2 separate regions of the Mus musculus genome follow, and region 1 is linked to region 2. A link is a contact called in public ChIA-PET data. All regions are on one chromosome and are shown on one strand. Each heading gives the region's core, a stretch centred on a gene start, on an enhancer-like site or on the middle of the called end of the contact. The rest is flanking DNA. Distances are from core to core; before and after follow the strand shown.

Region 1 (5,840 bases), core at 273-2,772, 44 kb after region 2:
TCTTCACACTCACTTGCCTTAAATCAAACCTCAAATCTTAGCTGGGTCTCCAACTCAATCCTCACCACCCATCCCCCACTCCTTTGGAAAATGCTAGGCTTCATCTTTGATTATCAGTCTGAGCCTGAACCACGCCAATCAAAACTCTCCCCACCTCCATCACACACCCACCCAATTCTGCCAAATGCACAACACCTCCTTCCAACCAGATCCCTCCTCCCCCTTTACCCTTTCCTCATCCTCTATTGGAGTGAATTGCTGCCAACAAGCAAAAAAGCGTTTAGGTGCCCAAGCATCCTTGAATCCAGACATCCCTACCTTTGCTCCAGCTTTGACAACCCTTACCTATTGTGCCTATCCCCATTTTCTGCCCATTCCCAACCCACGCAGACACAATTACTTCAATTCCTTCCTTCCTCCACTAAATGCGTCATCCCATTCTCCCCTTCCCCCTAAAAGCCGCCTCCTGGCTCCCCTTTCCAGACACCGCTCCACTCCCCCCCTCCACCAATGCGGAGGCCCCTCCTCCCACCAAATCTGTCGTCGCCATCAAATCTACAGGCTCCTTCTCAAGTAAACCGATAGCTCTTCCCTGCTGCATTCTTTCCCTCTGAAATTTTTGGCCCTGCTGCCCACTCCTTTGTCCCTCAAAGCTTTCATCCATCTCTATAAATCCAGAGCCCCGCTGTCCTCTGCCCCAAATGTACTCACCTTCTAAACACGTCGCTTTTGTACCCAGCCAGCCCTCATCTACCCATTCACCAAAACTTCTCGGCCCTCCCCCAATCCTGTGGCTTCTTTCCGCACCCCAAATCCATTACCCTTCGGAATTTCAAGCTCACTGCCTTCGACTACTTATCTCCCACATCTCATCGCCTTTCCCTGCACCCCCAAATCCCTTCCTACCCCACGTCTGTCACTCACGTCCCTTCGCTCCCTCCCAGCACCTCCAAATCGCTTCCTTTCCCACGTCAATCACTCAGATCCCTCAGCCCCCTCCCTGCACCCCCACACCGCACATCCCATCCACATCCTCCCGCCGCGCCCCCCGCCCCACCTGGATCAGCAGCTTCACGTAGAGCAGCGGGTGACTGAGAGCCGTCACGCCCGCGCCCAGCGCCACGAACAGCGCCTCGGTGGTCGGGGCGTTGTCCCCGGAGCCCGGGGCGCCCGGGCCGCCGTCCATCCTGCGCGCCGACGGCTGAGCCGCGGGCCGAGGATGGCGAGGGTGCGCGCGGTGCGCGGGTGGCGGGTCCCGAGCGCGGGCCTCGACTCCGGCCGGCGCGCCGCCCCGAGCTCCTGCACCAGCTCCGGCTCCCGCCATCCCCGCGGCGCCGCCGGGAGCCCAAGGCGCCACTTCCGGGTCCGAAGCCCCCATGGCGCCAGGCGTGGAGGTCACTCCCCGTCACGTGGTGCTGGCCACGCCCCGAACGTCAAGGGGAGGGTCCTGGCAGCACCACTCACGCCGCGGGGCGAGGGGGCATGGCGGGCGGGCGAGTGTTGTTCCTTGGTGCTCCCGGGCCCGCCTCCTCCGGCCCGGGGCGGGTTCTTTGCAGCTCTGTGCCCGCCCCTTTGCGGACCAGGCCAGTCACCGCAATCGTGCCTACGAGTCTCAGTCTGTGTGCCCTGCTTCTGCACTCCTTCAGCACGATCCCGGGACCTGTGTAGAAACCCCTCAATAGTTGAGTAACTCACAGCTGCTGAGGGCTGGGAGCACTCTTTGCCTGTGCACTTATGAAGGCCCGGTGCTGGCTGCGTTTAGTTACTAAATAACTAGGCCTGGGAGAGCTCTAGTCTAGTGCCTGGAGCATAGTGCTACGCATGCCTTGAGAGCAATTCTTAGGGCCACCTTCCAGGAAGGTGCTTACTCCAGCCGGTGATTTGTTTCCACCTCTGAACAAGCACAGCAGCTCTCAGCTGGTCTTGAACTGCCCAATAATAGAGTCTTCTGGTAATGGACCTCAGAGTCAGCAGGGACCCTTTGGTCCCTAGCAAGGGACCTTGTCCTCTTGCTAGTTTGCAAGGAAGGTCTTTGGAATGGTCAGATATTTGCACCCTCCCTGATTGCCCGTGGTGTAGGTTTTACCTCACGTTCCTGACACTTGCCCACGCAAATACTTTCCATCTGTGGGCTTTTCCTCCGTATTGTCCCCAGTGCCTTGTTTTTCCGATCTGTATTTGACTGTCCCCCATTGGACCGTGTTTTTGTATGGCCCATTCCGAATGTGGCTCCCTGTACCGTACTACCGTGTACTGTACTGTGTTGTATCATATTGTATTGTCTGGCATTAATATCTATCTTCTATCACCGCAAATATAGGAATGCATAGAAAGTATATCTTCAGGGAAACCATTCCTAAGGGAATGAATGAAGCAAACAAAGTAACAATCCAGTGCAGTGGCACACACCTGTAAAGTAAGCCCGATACTCAGGAGGCAGAGGCATCAGGATAGGAGTTCAAGGCCAGACTGAGCTGTGCACCATGCTACATCAATTTCCTTGGCTGCAATTGATAGCTGGCTGTTAGCAATCACAATTCTTTCATTCACATCTTAGTTACTAATATTATCTCAAGATACAGATCACACTGTGATTATAAGTGTGTGTGTGTGTGTGTGTGTGTGTGTGACAGAATGACTTCAAAGGGTTACAAAGGCCACAAATCTCAACAATTTGAAAGAGTCCTTACTGGAGGCAGAGGCAGAGAAAGCCACTTCTGAGGTTAGATATTAACCAGTCCATCTGGAGAACGGCTCAGGAAGGGCAGAGCTGCTGAGGGCTTGCAGGACTGGGTACAGGTGGGTGAGCAGATGGACAGACAGATGGATGGTAATTCAAACAGGCCACATCAAACACTGGGAACCCAGCTAAACTGAAGCCCCTGGGATTGCCAGGACTTCTCATTCCTCTGTCCCTTGACAATATACACTGAGTGGTCAAAAGATAGGCCTGACGTCCAGAGTTAGGTGTCTTCCTTTCTATGAGGTCCAGGTGAGAGAGTATTGTACCCTTCCCTAGTATGATGGTTTGTATATTCTTGGGCCAGGGAGTAGCACCATTTGGAGTTGTAGCTTTGTTGGAATAGGTGTGACCTGGTTGGAGTAGGTGTGTCACTGTGAGTGTGGGCTTAATACTCTCACCCTAGGTCAGTCTTCCACTAGAAGCCTTTGGATGAAGACATAGAACTCTCAGCTCTGCCTGCGCCATGCCTGCCTGGATATTGCCATGCTCCTGCCTTGATGATAATGGACTGAACCTCTGAACCTGTAAGCCAGCCCCAATTAAATGATTTTTTATAAGACTTGCCTTGGGCATGGTGTCTGTTCACAGCAGTAAAACCCTAACTAATATACCTGGTCTGGCATGTCACATTCTGAGGCCTGGTTTATTTTGTTTTATGGGCAAGAGTGTTTTGTTTGCATTTCATTTATACTTATGTACACCACATGTGTGCCTGGTACCCTAGGAAGCCAATGGTTGTGAGCTGAGAACTGAACCCAATTCCTCCGTAAGAGCAACCGGAGTGCTTAATGGCTGAGCCATCTCTTCGGCCCTTACTATGATTTTAGGGCACCCATGTGCCTGTAGGTTTCCTCATTCTGCTCTGATACGTATCAGTCAGTTAGTCTTTACATTTAGGAATAAACTATTGTCTTTGCCATGTGGGTAGTGGCAGAGGTAGTTTCAGGACAGCCAGGGAAACCCTGTCTTGAAAAACAAACAAATGTCCCTGAGTCTTGGGCTCCTTTTGGGGAGAAAAAGGAGAAAATCTAGCATCTGCTCTTGATAACCATGGCTCGTTGCAGTAGAAAACCTGCCCTGTCCTGTGCACCACCCCGCCCGCCCAGAAGTCCATCCTTACAGCCTGCTTCCTAGTGCCTCTCCTGTGTGGTTTCAGTTGGCATCAGCGATTGCTAATCATCGTTGAGACTTCCTGCCTCTGAGAACTAAAAAGGGCAAGGTCTGATCCATTTTCCTTTTCCTTTCTTTCTTTTAAAAAAATTTGGGTTTGTTTTTAGCAGTACTGGGGATGATGGAACCTTGGCTGGATCTTGGATCTCCACCTGTAGACCAGGCTGACCTTGAAGTCGCAGACATCCACCAGCCCCTGCCTCCTGATGGCATCAAAGCATTTCTAATAAACTCCAGGGCTGCACACATCCTACGCAATTAGTCTACCTCTGAGCCATACACTCCAAGCCGGGGTGGGTGAATATATGTATATGTGGGTGAGCTGAATCCCATTCTGCTACGCACACTCCAGTGAAGTCTGCTTGGCAGGCGAGAGGCCTGGAAGTGCTCACGAGAAACTCAACCTCCTGGAACCAGGCATTCTCATAACCCGTATACTCATACCCTATCCCCACATTAGTCTGGTGTATGGATCCACGTGCTCTCTTTTGGTATTATTTTATTGTAAAGTGCCTTTAAAGATTGAATTCTGACATAGCTAAGCCCTTGCCAGTGTTCCAACTCCTAAAAAAATCCTTGAAGCCGACAAACTTGGAATTCAGTAGGAATTCTGTAAGAAGGTTATCTATCCAGTAACATTCAAATTTACTGCTAGTAGAGATGGTGGAACTAATTAGGCATTGCAAAGAATGGAGCCGGAATAGCTCTGGGCTGGTCTGCAGAGTGTTTACTTGGGACAGTAGTCAGTCTTACCCAGACAAGGGAATTCACAATGGCCTAGCCAATAAGTGGGTTTATCATGAAAGAGTTAGGGAATCCCCCTGAGAGAGATTTCTTCACTAGGCCCAAAGGAACAGCATAATCAGGCATTTACTAAGAACCCCTGGTGGTGGGCTTAACAATAGACCTGGCTCCCTTCTTAGTGGTAAACAGGACCTGGTCACCGCCATCTTTTGATGTATACATTCCTTTTGTATTGTGTCACTGTAACTTGGTGGATGTCTCACGTGGTTTCTTGTCACTCTTCTGTATAAAAAGTTTGATGCTCCACTTGAAAAATTACACTCGCTGGGCGTGGTGGCGCTCCTTTAATCCCAGCCCTTGGGAGGCAGAGGCAGGTGGATTTCTGAGTTCGAGGCCAGCTGGTCTACAGAGTGAGTTCCAGGACAGCCAGGGCTACACAGAGAAACACTGTCTCGAAAAAAAAAATTACACTCAGATTCTACACAATCTCTCTTGTCGCTTCTGTCTGTCATTTGCCGACTCCTTGTCCACCTGCAACTAGAGACCCATTCTACGAAGACAGGGACCAAAAAGGGTCCGCAGCACCACTCCTACAAGTTCCCCAGTGGAAACTAGCTATTCTGGGGTACCTGTGCTCAGTCTGGGTGCTCAGTGGGATTTGAGACATCAAGAGTCTCTACTTGGCCATGACATTGTCTGAACACCCCCTGATCCTGATTTTTAGGGTTAACAAAGGATGAAAGGAAATAATCCACACTTGAGGAACAGGTTGAAACCTCAGGTTCAGCATGACAAAAAAAAAAAAATCAATTAAAAAAATTTAAGCCGGGCAATGGTGCCACACGCCTATAATCCAAGTACTTGGGAGGCAGAGGCAGGGGGATTTCTGAGTTAGAGGCCAGCCTGGTCTACAGAGTCAGTTCCAGGACAGCCAGGGCTACACAGAGAAACCCTGTCTTGAAAAACCAAAAATAAATAAATAAATAAATAAAATCCTCTCTCAAAAAAAATTTTAAGATTTGTGTGTGTGTGTGTGTGTGTGTGTGTGTGTGTGTGTGTGTGTGTGTTTTGCAGGTGCCTGAGGAGGCCAGAAGAGTTCACCAGATTCACTGGAGTTGGGGCTACAGGTAGCTGTGATTAGCCTGACATTGGTGGCAGGAACCATACTGGTGTCCCCTAGAAG
Region 2 (5,894 bases), core at 703-3,202:
CTTCCCAGACACGTTTGAGCCCAGAGTGCAGCCCTCAGCATCATGAAGAGGAGGACAGTGTACATCTTACATAATGTCCATGGCGCCTGGAGTTTCTGTAAGGGGTGCTGGAGACTGGGTTACAATTCAAGTCTTACTAAATCCTGGTTTCCTCCCACACTGCCATCAGATTGTTTTCTCAGAAGTTCGGCCTCCCCCAGCTGGCCAGCACCCTCTCTGCTAAGGCAGCAGAGCCTTTGTCAACTGCTGCTGCACCCCACCCCCTTCAGAAGGAATGAGTTAGAATAGCGGGCCTGAGGGAGACAGGGCACCTCCCTGAGTTTGATCTTTAGGCCTGACTTTCTACAGAGATGTCAGCAGCCTCAGAGCTGATGTAATGTGGTCGAGGGAGGAGCTGCAGAGCCAGAGAGCCGGAGCGTTTGCTGCAGGGTCTGCGGCTCACTTCAGGGCCCTCTGCCCTACCTTTTCTGTACCAGGGCAAGGTGAGATATTGGTTTAGTTGAGATGCAGGAGTATCCTAAATAATATTCTGTGCTTACTGCACCCCCAAGTGCTTTGGGGGTGTTCTTATCAAACAGTGCAAAAAAGGATGGTCTGCCCTCTTGTTCTTTTTTGGGGTCTTGCTGTGTAGCTCTGACTAGCCTCGAACTCATGTAGACCAGACTGGCCTCAAACTCACAGAGATCTGCCTGTGCCCCAAGTGCTGAAAATTAAAGGAGTATACCATTGCACCCAGCTTCCTCTACCTTCTTACTGGTCTTTTATTGATATGACTAGGTACTTGGTCGCTGGACGTCACTTACAAAGATGGACAAAAAGAATTGAGTGGCCTCTGGTTCCAAATTGCAGAAGTCAGATGTCTGCCCAGGTCTATAGGCCAAAGCAGCCAGTAGTGGTGGAAGTCATGACCCTCTGTGGGGTCCTCTCTGCCCTCGGAGGGGCCCTGTGCCTTCTTCCAGGCCCTCATTCCCTCCCATCTCACAACAGGGAGCATGAGTGGGGTCAACCAAAGAGGGTGCCAAAGAGAGGAGGCTGGGGTGGTTGTGGTTCGTGAAAGGCAGCCTTCACAAAGCTGAGTGGAAGGGCTCAGAGCCTCCTCTGGCTCAAGCAGGGACTGCACCTGGGGGAGCTTGTCCTTTGTGTGGCTGTTGGAGGGAAAACAAGCCTTTGTAGATAGGCTCCACTGCTAAGCAGTTAGGATTTCAGAGGTTGTAAGTCAAGAGGACCAAGCAGAGGCCAGCCCTGAGCTTCCAGAGTCCTTCCCCTGATGGTGCGGAGCAGGGTTCCACACAGGGCCTGGGGCTCCAGAGCCTGCTGAAATGTGATCTTTAGAGTTAACCACCGAGGGCTCTGAGGAGGCTCAGAGGTGAAGTGCAGGGCCACCGTCTCAGCCTGGGGGTTACCTTGTGTTCTTTCCCTGTTTGACTCGGAAAACTTGAAAACTAAGGAAACCTTGCCTGTATTGGCCTTAAGGACACATGGGAAGTCCCAAAACTCCCAGGCTGCTCTGCGGTGCAGCAGAGAAGCAGCAGAGACCAGTCCAGGCTTCTGTGTGTGCTTCAGCTGAGACGCCAGTGTGCGGGTTAAGGGAGAAGTTCTCAGGCTTTCCCACTCATAGCCACCACATAGAAGTCACCCACCTCAAGGAAGCCTGCAGGAAGGGCTGAGACCTGGAGACAGCAGCAGAGGGCCCTCTGCTTGCCTGCTGGTATGGAGGGGGGACGTGGCAAGGTGAGGAACTGGGAGACCAATCAGCTGTCTCACCTCAGGTGCCAGTGGGAATCAGCAGTGGGGCTCCAAAAGGATGGTATTGCCACAGGTTAATGTGTTTACTAGGCAGTGGCGTGGCCAGCTCTGTTTGAGTTGGGTTCATTCTCTGTGGGACTCTAGGCTCTAGATTGGCTCCCTGGGGAGGCAGGTGTTGTGAGCTAGCTTGAAGCATTTGTGCCCAAGTACCCAGAGCTCACACAGTCAACTCTGAATGGACACCACAGCCCTTGCAGCTTATGGAAGAGCCAGGGCTTGCCCTCGCCCCACTCTGGGTTTTATTAAGGAGAGGGAGTGACCTGTGACACTCACCAATTTGGTGCAATTCAGAGCAAATTTGGGTGTAGGCTTGTTTATTTGTTTGAGACAGGACCTCCTTGTGTAGCCCTGGCTGTCCTGGAACTTACTACACAGAACAAGCTAGCCTTAAGTCACAGAGATCTGTGTGTCTGCCTCCCAAGTCCTGGGATAGTATGGTTTGTCTTCTAAAAGAAAAGAATAACATCCCCAGTCCTTCTGGCTTCCTGTTTCCCTGGAGACGGAGATGCTGCCCTTCAACATAGCATAGTCCAGCGCAGAAGATTCACGAGGAAGGAAACTGAGGCTAGAACAGGAAACCACAACAGGTGGGCAGGCGAGCAGGCGGGCAGGCAGGCAGGGCGGTCCCATCCAGGAAGACTGTCATTCTTAGCCTGTGGGCGTGCCCCACTGGGGTGGGAGCCTGTGACCAGGAAAGTCAGCAAGGTAGGAGCCCCAAGGGTAAGACAAGCTGGAAGAAAGATCCTCGTCAGGATCTTTATATAAGTTCTCTCCCCATGACCTCCCCATTTAAGAACTTTTTTTTTTTGACCGCATGTAGCTGGAGCATAACTGCGTCCAGCCGTTTTCCCATCACTGCCTTTCCAGATGTGTATCCAGCTCCAGCTGTGGGTCCCCTTGGAGTTGCATCACTTGTTTTTCAGTTCTCAATCTTCTAGTCCCTTCTTCCAAAGCCCAGCAGAGGCCCCAGGGTCGGATCCATTGCTCAGAAAGCCAGTGTCACATTCCTTCCTTCCCCACAGGTGACCTCAGCCTTGTCCCTGTGGCTTGGATGTGTTCAGCCCATCGCTTCCACAGCAGCTGTTCAAGGGTCAGTATCTCCTGGCCCAGCCGAAGCTGGTAGTGTGTGGGGAGGGGAAGGAGAAGGAAGGGAAGGGGCTCACCCACCCACCACCCAGCTGGTGACTCAAGAGAAGTGCTTGCCCACTAAGAAGCTGTAGGTGCTTATGGAGACAGCCCTGTGGCAAATGAAAAACAGGACTCTGGGCAGGCAGCCAGCCTCACCTAGTCCCCAGATATCCAGCAGCTCCTCCCAGAAAGGAGAGCGGGGAGATGGACAGGTGCTCACTCTGTGCCCAAACCAGCTTGCCTGGGCACATTAGGACTACAAGTTCTGGGCTCTGGAGGGAAAAACCCTCCAGCCAGCTTGTCGGTGGTCCAGGCCCCTCCGCGTCTGGGTTCCTTGCCTTGCATAATTTCGGCATTAGTGCTAAATACATCTGTCATTTTTCCCCCTCTGGAGAATGGAATGTCCAGACTCCTGAAGCCGAGCTGGGGTCAGAGAATGGTTACATAAGCAAGCAGGGACCCTCCCGCCTCTCCCGGTGCCTGTCAGTCAGGCAGTGGTCACTCGTCCAAAAGCCAGAGCTGCCAGCACCCCGCAGAGAAGGGGACCCCACCCGCTGTGTGTTTTGAGTTTCGGGCAAATTGGGAAGTCAGAACATCTGCTTTGCACCAAGTTTTACCTCATTACACCACAGCCACTCTGGGGTGGGGTCCTCCCGGGCAGCCATCCTTACTCTCCACAGAGCCCCTCCCTCAAGCTGAGCTTGGTGCAGGACGCATCAACCATGGCATTTCCAGAGAAGCCTGTCTCACTCACGAGGCAGCTTCCCTTCCACGCCGTTCCCCAGGAAGGGGCTAACAGTGGCCTCTACCCATCCCTTCCTGTCTCCTACGGAAAGACCAACGACAGATGCCCAGAGTAGGGGAGAAAAGGCACAAGGTAGCCAAGGATGCCCCAAGCATAGGCTCTTTCTACTGTCCTCAGGGAGTCGAGCTGGATGCATTCCCATGTGGGCCACGTGAGGACAGAGGAACTTACCAGTCCTAGCCCCAGGGCCCCACAGGTGACCACAGGCAGTGCGCTGCAAACTCAGAGAGGTAGAGAGCGGAGTGAATGAAGGCTGTGTGAGGGAATGTTTACATGTGTGGCTTGGTAAGAAGGAACCTGTTCTTGCTGTCCTCTTCCATTTCTTTTCCTCAAAAAGTGGATGGCGAGTAGGCCCTTAAGGCAGGCCTGAGACACTGTGCCCTAGGGCCTCTGGTCTCCCCTTCCCCCTATCCCCCCCACCCCTGCCTTCACCTGCACTCACAGCTCTCATCCTCCAGCTGCAGCATCTACCCAAGGCTTCTCATCTGCTGCCCCTCAAGGGCAGGGTCTCAGCCCTCGCCACACTTCCTCCCTCACCCTTGGGCTTTTTACTCAAAATTCAGACAGGATTCCTCTGTCCTTGCCAGGCAGCTGCACAGAACCTGATGTGACCACACGTCCTCCAGGGTACCCCCACTCACAGTGGCACCCCACTCACAGTGGCACAAGTGGAGGCCCCAAGTCTCCTGCTGGCTCAGTCTAGGCACCACCAGACAAGCAGCACACAGTTAATATGGCTTTAAGTCATTGTGCTGTGTGCATTTGTGTGTATATGTGTATATATGTATATAATATAGATCATGATTTCTTTTTATATAAATGTATAACAGGGCCATATTTTTTTCTGGTTTTGTTGTAATTGTTATTTTCAGACAAGGTCCATATATAGTCCTGGCTGGTCTGGAACTTACCTTATAGACCAGGTTTAGCCTTGGACTCGCAAAGCTCTGCCTACCTCTAGCTCCCACGTGCTGAGATCATAGCAACACACCACCATGTCCAGCCCCAAGGCAATCTTACTTCATTTTTCTTTCTTCCTAGGTCCTGTTCCCTCCCCCCACCCCCACTGAGCCTCAACCTCCCCTGCTAAGCCACAAACACAGCTATGCTCCACTGCAGATCTTTTCTTTTAAGTGAGAGGGTGTTCTCACATAAACTACGCTGGCCTTATGTAGCTAAAAAATGATCTGAACTTCATAGCATCCTGCGTCTACTTTCAGAGGACTGAGATTACAGTCAGGTGCTATGATACCTGAGATGGAAACCAAGGGTTCGTGTTTGCCAGGTGAACCACATCACCAGCCCCTCAGAAATGGAGCCTTCCTGGGGGCACCCTTACCTCACAGCTCCTCACGGGCCTTCACTCTCATTCTTTCTCACCTTTAACACTTTGTGGTGAGGTTGCGCCTGGTTCCCCTGACAGGTTTCTGCTGTCAGGGGAACCAGGGCAGAGCGAGTGAGCGAGCGAGCGAGCGTTTACATTATACACGAGAAGCTAGTGCTAAGTATTTATTTGCACGAAATGAATGTTATTGTTCATTACCACCCTAATGTTTGCTCTTCACAAGTCACTGCGCTCCAGAGTCATAACTCATTTGCCTGCTCGGAATTAAACATTTTAGCACCTCTGCCTCCAATTAGCGTCTGGTTCATGTTGAAGGAAGGAAGGTAGCCCTTCTCACCCTAACCTTAGCCCTCAAGAGCATCTGAGAGTGACTTGAGAATCCCCTGCTCCTCCCTCCTCCCTCTCCCTCTCCCTCCCTCCTCCCTCTCCCCTCTCTCCTCTCTCCCTTCTCCCCAGGGTTCTCACCCTCACCACTCCCTCCCAAGGCCTCTACTCTACTACTAGGACCTCAGGACCGAGGAACCATCGAGCCACCGTGTCCCTCGGGTCCCTTTACCTTGCCCTTACTCTGTCTTGTGCACACATTGCCCAGGGAGAGTGCCCCTCTTTACATCTTGCCTTCCTCCAGCCTGCAGGGCAGTGCACAGCACTCCTGAGGCCAGCCCTGGGTAGCACCCCAGTGCCCAGAGCTCATCGCTGTGCTCGGAACCCCACTCCCTCACCTTCCCCACAGCGAACCTGCCTGTCTCCCAGGGCTCCACTCGTCTCTCATCCTCCGCTCTCTCCTCAGGACCACATCCTCATTCGCCA

The links. ChIA-PET counts read pairs in DNA pulled down with a chosen protein or histone mark.
Region 1: an RNA polymerase II ChIA-PET map of effector CD8 T cells shows a contact between it and region 2, with 246 read pairs. The contact joins the promoter of Mtch1 here to the enhancer-like site in region 2. A contact is called at or near these places in 1 of 39 promoter capture datasets (macrophages), 4 of 15 datasets of contacts at CTCF or cohesin (CD8 T cells, the NIH/3T3 cell line, large pre-B cells and 1 more), 18 of 484 Hi-C or Micro-C datasets (the C2C12 cell line, the G1E-ER4 cell line, bone marrow-derived macrophages and 8 more), 17 of 115 datasets of contacts at active chromatin or transcription factors (the 230-238 cell line, CD8 T cells, the HPC-7 cell line and 11 more) and 3 of 9 other capture datasets (adipose tissue, liver and pancreatic islet).

Annotation. Positions count from the first base shown.
Region 1 is chr17:29,346,410-29,352,249 of GRCm38.p6, forward strand. Mtch1 (mitochondrial carrier 1) reads right to left here and starts at 1,523. Exons shown (of 12, transcript NM_019880.4): 1 at 1,058-1,523. The coding sequence starts at 1,378.
Region 2 is chr17:29,302,154-29,308,047 of GRCm38.p6, forward strand. BC004004 (cDNA sequence BC004004) reads left to right here. Exons shown (of 9, transcript NM_030561.3): 9 at 1-734. Among named protein-coding and RNA genes, the nearest start is that of Pi16, 14 kb to the right of the region's middle. Within about 2 kb of position 1,953, at least 119 of the 459 cell types and tissues checked have an H3K27ac peak or open chromatin away from gene starts, as enhancers often do. A contact at or near this core is called in the 230-238 cell line, CD8 T cells, the G1E-ER4 cell line and 10 more, where this site is marked.